Linked DNA regions of Mus musculus: region 1 is linked to region 2. The links are chromatin contacts, called in public ChIA-PET maps. All regions are on one chromosome and are shown on one strand. Each heading gives the region's core, a stretch centred on a gene start, on an enhancer-like site or on the middle of the called end of the contact. The rest is flanking DNA. Distances are from core to core; before and after follow the strand shown. Region 1 overlaps Il20rb (interleukin 20 receptor beta). Region 2 overlaps Stag1 (stromal antigen 1).

Region 1 (4,889 bases), core at 1,683-4,182, 230 kb after region 2:
GGTAGCCTTAAGGCCTTATAGTTTACATTTATGTAGTTGAGCCTTTACATTACCTCCCACAGTTCCTACCCCAGCCCCATTGCGCTGGGCTTTTGTTTCCAACATGTGGTTTTTGAGGAAACGCTCAGGTCGCAATAGCTCCTGATCAGAAGGTCTGGGTGAGTTCTCCCTTTTCCAGAGTATAGTAAGCATCCCGAGGCTCTGGCAGGCCATTTTGCTGTTCCCCCGCCCTCCAGATCTAGCAATACCAAAAGGGTGGCTGGCTGTGTTGTTCAGCCCAGGGTGCCTACGGTTTCAAGAGTCACGCATGCAAAGAGTCTCACGATTCTCAGGTTTGAAGATCGTGTGGCATGAACTGTGCTTTGCCTTGGACAGGCATGGAGCAGGCCAGGGCGACAGTCTGGACCTTCACAGTGACTGCTCAAAGAGCTGTCCTTCCAGGGACCCACAAGCCCAGGATGCTCATGGAGCATGTCTCTGAGCCTCTGGGTAGGTGTAGGCAGGCCCTGTGTGCCTGCACCCTGGCCGGGGAAGAGTAAAGGCTGGCCTCAGCCGCTCACACATGTTCCACCGGTGGCTCTTCAGAGGCCTCCTAGATCTCAACCACACCAAGCAGTATAATCAAAGAAAGAAAGAACAAACAGGAAGCACTGCGTGCGCGCGCACACACACACACACACCCACACACCCACACACCCATCCCTGTCACCTGAAAGGTGTCACAGTGCTGTCTTGTGGGCAGTCAGTTGCTCCAGTGCATCAGAACCAGCTGTGGCTGTCGTCCACACACTGTCGGGGCTCCTTAACAGCCTGCAGTTTCTATGAAGCTGCTCTTGTGTGGCTTGCTTTTAGGTCTCTACAAGAGACCTGACAAGAGGAATAACTCCCCCTTTAACCAGGTCTTCAGGTTGCCCTCCACCCAGCTCTCCTGTCTCGGTCATTTCCAAGTAGTCATAACAGTGTTAGCAGGCAGTAGCAGTAGCAGAGCCGAGCACCAGGGCTCTTGTGAGGACGCTCATGGGTTGATTCAGATCACTGAGTTTGCCCCGACTTCTGTCTGCTACTTGATTGCGAGAACACGATAACGAATCTATCTATGAGTGTAGCTACCTCGGTTTCTTCCTGTTCGTCAACTTTCCATGCACTTTTGCTTTTTTATTTTTCGAGATAGGGTCTCACTATGTAGCTCTGGTTGTCCTGGAACTCACTTTGTAGACCAGGCTGGCCTCGAACTCAGAAATCTGCCTGCCTCTGCCTCCCAAGTGCTGAGATTAACGGCGTGTGCCACCACACTCAGAAAATTTTCATGCATTTGAGTGTGTACACATTTCTGATTGCTGGATCTTCTTAACTAAACCTTTCAGCATTATGATGGGTTTCTTTTTATTTTTGATAATATTCAATTCTTTTTGTTTGTTGCTTATATGGTATATCCTTTATAAACTTCTGTGTTCAAGTTTAAAGTGCCTTTTGTAGACAGGCCCCTAATGTGAAGATCAGAGTTAGGGTCCCCAGAACCTATATAAATGCTGAACAAGGGATCAAGGAAAACTTAGAATGCCATCTAGGGCCTGAACATAAGAGCACATGTATCCACCTACACATGTGAAAACACAGAAACACACACAAGCACACATGCACACATGAACACATACATGCACATACACATGACACACACACGTGCACACATGCATATACACATATGCACACATTCATGAAAGTGCACACATGTGCTTGAAAAGGAAGTTAAATAGTAGGGATTTATACAATAGTCTTTGTTGCTACCACCACTCAAGCAATGTCTAATGAATAATTTTTATGAAAATGATTTTTTAGAAAATAACCAGTTCGTCTCAGAAGCTGATCAGCTGCAGGAAGGAGGAGGTGGACGCCTGTGCTGTGGCTGTGCTGTCCTCGGAGCATCTCTTTGGGGTCTGGATCTCACAGACTTGAGAAGGACCTGATGGATTAACAGCCTGGTCTGCAGGACCCAGAACCCTGGATGGGGTGGGTTGTGTTTCTGTTTTCCTCTGTGGACAAAAGACAAAGAGAAGTAACAGGAGCCTACTGTGTGCACGTCTAGCAGTGACCGTCAGAGGCAGAGTGGCGTGACCATCCAAGAGTGACAGAAATAGTCTAGAGAGGTGATCCCCAGACACACAGTTACCATACGCTCACTGAAAAACAGTGGAGAAAATGGCTTCATACCTCGGACCCCCGCTTTGTCACCTGTAGTGGGGATTAAATGGTTTCTCCCCTCATCTCTGTGTGTATACAAACTCGCACTTGCAGGTTGGCAAGGAGACTGGTGGCACTGTGCACAACGGTGAGTTCAGATCATGCGGACTGTGGGGCATACGCGTGTGCTAAGAATGATCAGAGTACTCAGCCGGGTGCAAAATCTCAGCACTTTGGAGGAGCGGGAGAGAAAATCACAGCCTAGACGACACGGTGAAACCCCATCTGAAGTAAACAACCGAACAACCAAGAGTAATAAACCTCCTTTTGTCAAATCAAACTCAGACCACTGTTGGTTTGGACTTCCCTCTTTACAAGAGGAAACCCGAGGAGGGACGGAAGAATGGGAGGGCTGTTTCACTTCAAGCCAAATCCTGTCAGCACGCTCTGCTGAGGGTGACATCGAGAGAGGCCGTAGCCCGTCCATGATGGGACATGCGCGGATGCTGCTGTGGGTTCATGAAATGTCATCAGATCCTAGGACCTTGTCCACAGTAAATCACACCAGCTCTCTTCCTAAGGACAATTCACTCAGGGTTTCTCAGTCGCTCTCAGGTACTCATCAGGAACCCCTGACTAGAGGCATAACCATCACTACCTCCAGGCAGCGAGGGAGGGGTGGAGGACAGCTTCAGTCAGAGGAGGATGAAAGGAGGTGGCTTCATCTCTCTCTGCAGAGTCAGGCTCACCACCACCTCCCCCTCTGGAACCTGGAGCTGGCTTGTCTCTGCCCCAACTTCCTGGGCTTCACCAGCCAGACAAGGGTAGAGACAGTGTAACGGTTTCAACCAGGTGCTTCCAGTCCGTCTTCAGCACAGATGCCAACGGCCTCATCTCTACTTTGGGGACTCCAGGAGAGATATGTAGGGGTGTGGGCAGATATGTAGGGGTGTGGGCTGAGGCTCCCTGCCTTTGTCCTGTTCTGTATATTTCTGCCTTGACTCTTTTGTGAAGCGTGTGTTAAATGTTATATTTCAACTGGTCTGGAAATGTGCTGTTTACAGAATTAAAAATTGCATACTTACATTAACCTTCATCTTTTCTCCCCTCTCTTCTCTGCTCCCTCACCCCAGGGACTTCATTCCTCTGTTACCTAAGCTCAGAATAAAGAATTACCCCGAGCCTTCCTCTGTTACAGTTTCTCATGGGATGCTCCCTGGTTTTGCTGGCCTCTGTAGCTACATAAAGACCTCTCTCAATTATTCTGTTGTCTCTTAAGGTTCCCAACATGTGGATATTGGACCCCACCCGAACATCAGAAACAGAGCCTGCTCCTGATGGGGGGATAGCTACCTCCTCAGAGCTGGTTTACTCTCTTAGAACCCTCTTTCCTCTCTCTGTCTGTGTAACAGTTCTAATTGTCAGCTTGATGCTATCTAGAATCAGGCAGGAAGATTCTGAGTGAGGGACTGTCTAGATCGGGTTGGCCTGAGCTCAGGTCTGTGGGGGATTGTCTTGATTATGTTAATTGATGTGGCCCTTGCTTCCCACAGACCCAGATTCTCTACTTGTGCCTTCACAGAACACTTAGCATCATCCCAAAACAAAGTCCCGCTTCATGGAGCTTGGATTTCAATGAACAATAGGGAGATGATTAAACAATACGATATTACTAGTAAGCGAATTATTAGTATACCGAGAGTTTATAATAAGCCTTAAGAAAAAGTGAAAAGATAGAGAATAAAATTGGCCCAGGGCAGGTCACAGCCCTCTAAAGATGAAAATGAACACCAACACCGGAACCCACACTTCTGTCCCCATGTAGCCCCTGGTGTGAGAGATTATGTGTGATTTGAGTCACAGTAACTTGGCAACAAATCCTCAGGGGTATGCTGTCTAAAACAAAATTTATTCAGTGTTTGTACTGTTTCTATTGATAGTTCTTTAAAAAGTTATTTTCCTAAGCTATCAGATGAAGCAAATGAATACTCTTTATTCTGAAAGAACCTGACTTTGGGCATCAAAACTGCGGAGGGTCAATTGTGGACGTCAAAGTTTGCATAGGAACAGTGTGTTGTTAGAACCAGATCTTTGATGGCCAGGGTTAATGTCAACTTAAGATAGGCTAGAGTCATCTGAGAGGAGTCAACTTAAGACAAACCAGAGTCACCTGGGAGGAGGGAACTTCAGTTAAGAAAATGCCTCCACAAGACTGGGTTGTAGGCAAGCCTGCAGGACATTTTCTTAAGTAGTGAATGATGGGGAAGGGCCCAACTCACTATGGACAATGCAGTCCCTGGACTGGTCTTTCTGGGATCCATAAGATAGACAGGCTGAGCAAGGCCAATGGCCTCTGTGTCAGCAACTGTCTATGGGTTCCTTCCCTGCTGGAGTTCCCACTCTGACTTCCCTCTCTGATGGATTGGAAGTGTAAGCAAAATAAACCCTTTCTTTCCCAAGTTACTTTTGGTCATGGTGGTTTTTTTTTTTTTCTTCTTCCCAGTAATAGAAACCCTAAGACAAAATTAAACAATGGATAATGTGGAGTCACGCCTGCATAAAATGCACAAGTCTTTTGTGCCACCTGAAGTTGGAAGTCACACCATTTGAAACCCATAGTTTGGTGTTAAAAAAAAAAAGTGCTTTTGCTTTTTCCTGTTGAAGTGGCAGGGTAGAATCAAACCCCTCCACAATGCACACCGATGACGTCA
Region 2 (4,691 bases), core at 2,158-4,657:
CTTCCCCAGGAATTAACCTCAAATTATCCAATATCAAGTGGTTAGCCCTAAAAGCACATAAATATGAGCAACACCAAAAGGACTATGCAGATATTTATCTATTTAGATGTGTGCGTACAGCAAGAAAATTAAAGAAAGCAATAAAGGTAATCAAAGATAGACCCATGAGCAGACATATATATTTACAATTAAAATTTTTTCACTCTCCTGGCTAGTTTTTTGTCAACTTGACACAAGTTTAGAGTTATCTGGGAAGAGGGACTCTCAACTGGGAGGTGAGGGGAAGCCTACATAAAAACTGACTGTAGGCAAGTCTTTCAATTTGTTATTGATATAAAAGGGCCTTCTCCATTGTGGGTGATGCAACCCCCTGGGCAGGTAGAACCCTGGGTGTTAAGAGACTAGGCTTTACAAGCTACTGGGAGCAAGTCAGTAAGTGGCGTGCCTCTTTGGCTTCGTTTGTTTGTTTGCTTGTTTGTTTGTTTGTTTTTCAGGACAGGGTTTCTCTGTGTAGCCCTGGCTGTCCTGGAACTCACTCTGTAGACCAGGCTGGCCTCGAACTCAGAAATCCACCTGCCTCTGCCTCCCAAGTGCTGAGATTAAAGGCGTGTGCCACCACTGCCCGGCACTGCCTCTTTGGCTTCTGTATCAATTTCCTATCTCCAGGTTCCTGCCCTGATTTCCCTCAGCAATGACCAAATTGTTTATTGTCATGGAGTTTTATCACAACAATAGAAGGCCTAAATAAAACATTCACCTATAGTGAACATTTTATATTAAGATAGTAGAGAAAATAACTTAATATCTAATAACTAAACAGAAATTACTCCTGAAAATAATTTTCTTTTTTTTTTTAAATGTATATGAGTGCTTTGCCTGCATAGATGTCTGTGGATCACTCATATGCTAGGTATCACAAAGGGCAGCAGAGCACTGGAGACCCTGGAACTGGGATTACAGTGTGAGCCACCAGGAATCAAATCCAGACTCTCTAGAAGAACATCCAGTACTCTTGACCACTGAGCCATCTGAAAATGCTGGGGTTGGACAGGTTTTTAAATTTTTATATGCCATTGGAAATTTCAGGAGAGAAGAATGAGTAGAGGATCAGAGGGTCAATGAAGGTCTAATACGTTTGAAAATATTGTTTAAAAAAATGTGACTAGAGACAGCTTAATAGTTAAGTATAATAATATTCTTACAGTGTACTACTCTTGAAGAAGACTGGAGTTCAGTTCCCAAAACCTACATCAGGCAGCTCACTACTTAAACTCCAGAGGATCAAGCGGCCGTTAATAGGCTCCTTTAGCACCTGTACTGCACTCATATGCACAGACACATACTTAAAAAGTAAAATCAAACTGAGCAGCTGTGGTGCATGCCTTTAATCCTAGAGAAAGGTAGATCTGAGTTCAAGGCCAACCTGGTCTACAGTGTGAGTTCCAGGACAGTCAAGATTGCACAAATAAACCCTGTCTTGGAAAACAAATTAATTACTTAATTATAAATAAATCTTTTTAAAAGACTGTTACTTTGTATACTAAAAAGAAACCTAAATTAAGTCAAAGAATGTTCATGAAAAATTAAAGTTGAAATGCCTATAGAGGGAAAATTGTAAGTGCACATATAAAGAATGATCTACTCTATGTATACTCCTATAGAGAGAGAATAAGCTTTTTTAAAATGTTACTAATAGTAGCACTCTAAGACTAATGTTAACTTCTTGAACTTTATTTTTCCTAATATCAAAGAGAACTGTTAATTTTACCAGGTAACAACATAATCTAGTACTTCTATTATTGTCTCAGTAGAACAGGATGTAGAATCACTTAATCACTTGAACAGTACCATTTAAAAACAAAATGATTAAAAATTTCTAAATATCTCTTTAATAAATCAAAGGTAATTATTGCTATTTCTGACAACAAAGTCAAAAATCAAATAACAAAATATACCAGCAGAGTAAAATCTGGTGCATCGGTTTAAGCACTACACCATAATCTTTTGTTTGTTTTTTATGCTGGGGAAGCCACAAGGTCTTGTTCATTTTAGACATATACTACCACTGAGCACATTACATTCCCAAGCCCAGGGTCTTGTTATGTAGCTCAGACTTGCCTCAAGCTCACAATCCTCCTGACTCTGTCTCTCAATGTCTTGGTCTATATGTATAATCAATTTTTTAAAGCTCTAGAGGTAGAAACAGATATAATAAGTCCCATATTTTAGTTCTATTTCCAATACCTTCTGCCCTAGACAACCAAGTCACTTTTACAAAATAAAATAATTTCTGAAGAGATGTTATTATTCTCCAAACATCACCTGAATAACAACCTAATTTTAATTACATATACTATTATCTAATAGCTAAAATGAAGACACCCTGGCTGTCCTGAAACTCACTTTGTTGACCAGGCTGGCCTTGAACTCAGAAATCCGCCTACCTCTGCCTCCCAAGTGCTTGGACTAAAGGTGTGCGCCGCCACCACCCCCCGGCAAGACACTCTATTATTAATACCGTAGTTATAGAAGTGATAGTAGGTGGACACAGATGAAAACTGTCATTTAACAAGGTTGACATTACTGGTGCCATTCTACATGATTCATTTTCATTATGCCAGTTCTTTTTAAACTGTTCACTACATCTGGGGGCGGGGGATACAAGTGCACACACTCCATGCCATGATGCACTTGGAGGGGGTTACAGAACAACTTGTAGGAATAAGGACTATTCCTCCACCATGGTGGTCTCAGAGGTTGAATTCAGGTTATCAGTTTTGGTGGCAAGAGCCTTTGCCCACTGAGCCAGCTTGACAGAATTTCTAGAAATTCTTATGCTTAATTGTGTTTACTGTATCAACCTCAAAATTCAAAGTACACTGCACCATCTCTTCCTATACCATTCAAACACTCCCATAAGAGAGGCAGGTATTCATGGAACTATCTTAAGAATCTGAATAAAAAGTGACTCTAACCTAATTCACATAACTACACTAAATGTAGACACTATTCCTGGTTTTACTACTTGTTCTGGCCCCATACAATTAACAACCTTCTCATGCCTCAATTCAATTAACTTCTCAGAGGTTTGAGTGTAGAGCGCAGAACATGACTGACAGCTGTGTTTCTTTAAACAACAGTATGTGAGGGAAAATAGTAACAAGATTCCAACATTCTTAAGAGTTTATAAAAATTATTTTTCAGAACTTGTCATTACTCATAAAATCACTCATATAAAACTGAGTAACAGTAATATAAGTGTTAAATTTTTGAGTGCTATTTTGTTAAACTTCAAGTGGTTTAAGAGGATTCCTTCAAACCCTCTTTCATTTGCTCAATTCTCTTCTCAAGCATATTAGGCTCCATTAACAGCCAATCATGTAAGCTGAGCTGCAAGTGACCCCGAGAGTTGCCATAGCAACAGCTGCTTTCTGAAATACGTGTTATGCATTTTAAAAGCTCTCACAGAGAGGATACCACATCTATCAATTAACAACCAAAGCTCAACACAGCACATTATCCAAATGAAAGAGAAACTACCTTAAAAAGGCAACAATCTCTTAACAAAAGGGACATTTGATACACTTGACCTAAAATTCTATTGTGATTTATTTTTCAAAATGAAGCCTATAATTAATAAGATGTGACAGTTGAACACTATGCTTTTTAAAGAACAAAACTGCTTTAAGGAATTTTTAGGACTATTTTTAGCAAATGAAACATCAAGGATAATGAATGAACATATGCCACAATATACTGTCAAACTGTCATGAAGCCATATTAATGAGAAAGTTGGCCTAAATGTGGTTTACCAAAATGTTTTTCAATATTTGGTCAATGTGAACACCACAAGACATTGGACTATTTAAAAGAAATATTTTTGTAATTCACTGATAATTGAGATCACTTCCCATAGATTCCTGATTTTTAAAAAAGACGTACAGCTAGCTAGGATTTATCAGCAGTCACTATTCAACTCTGTAACAAAAAACTTTATTCTTTGAATAATTTTTGCAATGCTGGGGATATGAAACATCCAAAACATAACCTGTTCTTTGCAAAACAGTGCCAACGAAATAGTTTGTGAATGTCCACAATTTAAAAACTTAGCCTCAGCCGGGCGTGGTAGCACACGCCTTTAATCCCAGCGCCTGGGAGGCAGAGGCAGTCAGATTTCTGAGTTCGAGGCCAGCCTGACCCTGTCTCGAAAAACCAAAACAAAACAAAACAAAAAACAGCCTCAAAAAGCAATTTTTCTATAGTTCAAGTAAACAGAATGCATAAATTCATGGTATTGCTCACCATGTTAGGGGAGGTACTCCCAACAGGATAATTTAGATAAAGAACTTTTTATTAACAAGCTCCAGAAACTTAAATGTGACAGAAGATTCTATTTACATATAATTACTATAACTTTAAATTTTCAAAAACTTCAAAGAATGGATTAACAGCTAGAGACTACTGTAGTTACTAAAACAGAAGTTTAGGAAGGGAATATAATGAAGATGACAAAGAGAAACTGTTGGAGTGACCTTCCTCAAATTGTTGTGTGTCTCTATTTTTAATTGTTCGTTCAGTATCATCAAAGAGCTCAGTGCTGGCAAGATTCTCATCACTGTCATTTCTATGGACAATAGCCAGTTCTCTATTTTGTTAACATTAGTCCATCCTCACATGCATACAGGCAATCT

What was found. ChIA-PET counts read pairs in DNA pulled down with a chosen protein or histone mark.
Region 1: a contact with region 2 is called in an RNA polymerase II ChIA-PET map of memory CD8 T cells, with 81 read pairs. The contact joins two enhancer-like sites. A contact is called at or near these places in 1 of 115 datasets of contacts at active chromatin or transcription factors (memory CD8 T cells) and 2 of 9 other capture datasets (adipose tissue and pancreatic islet).

What each region holds. Positions count from the first base shown.
Region 1 is chr9:100,456,189-100,461,077 of GRCm38.p6, reverse strand. It overlaps Il20rb (interleukin 20 receptor beta), which reads left to right. Exons shown (of 7, transcript NM_001033543.3): 7 at 1,837-3,359. The coding sequence ends at 1,953. Among named protein-coding and RNA genes, the nearest start is that of Gm28166, 8.7 kb to the right of the region's middle. Within about 2 kb of position 2,932, at least 38 of the 459 cell types and tissues checked have an H3K27ac peak or open chromatin away from gene starts, as enhancers often do. A contact at or near this core is called in memory CD8 T cells, where this site is marked.
Region 2 is chr9:100,684,682-100,689,372 of GRCm38.p6, reverse strand. All of the region lies in intron 1 of Stag1 (stromal antigen 1), which reads right to left. Among named protein-coding and RNA genes, the nearest start is that of Stag1, 44 kb to the right of the region's middle. Within about 2 kb of position 3,407, at least 50 of the 459 cell types and tissues checked have an H3K27ac peak or open chromatin away from gene starts, as enhancers often do. A contact at or near this core is called in memory CD8 T cells, where this site is marked.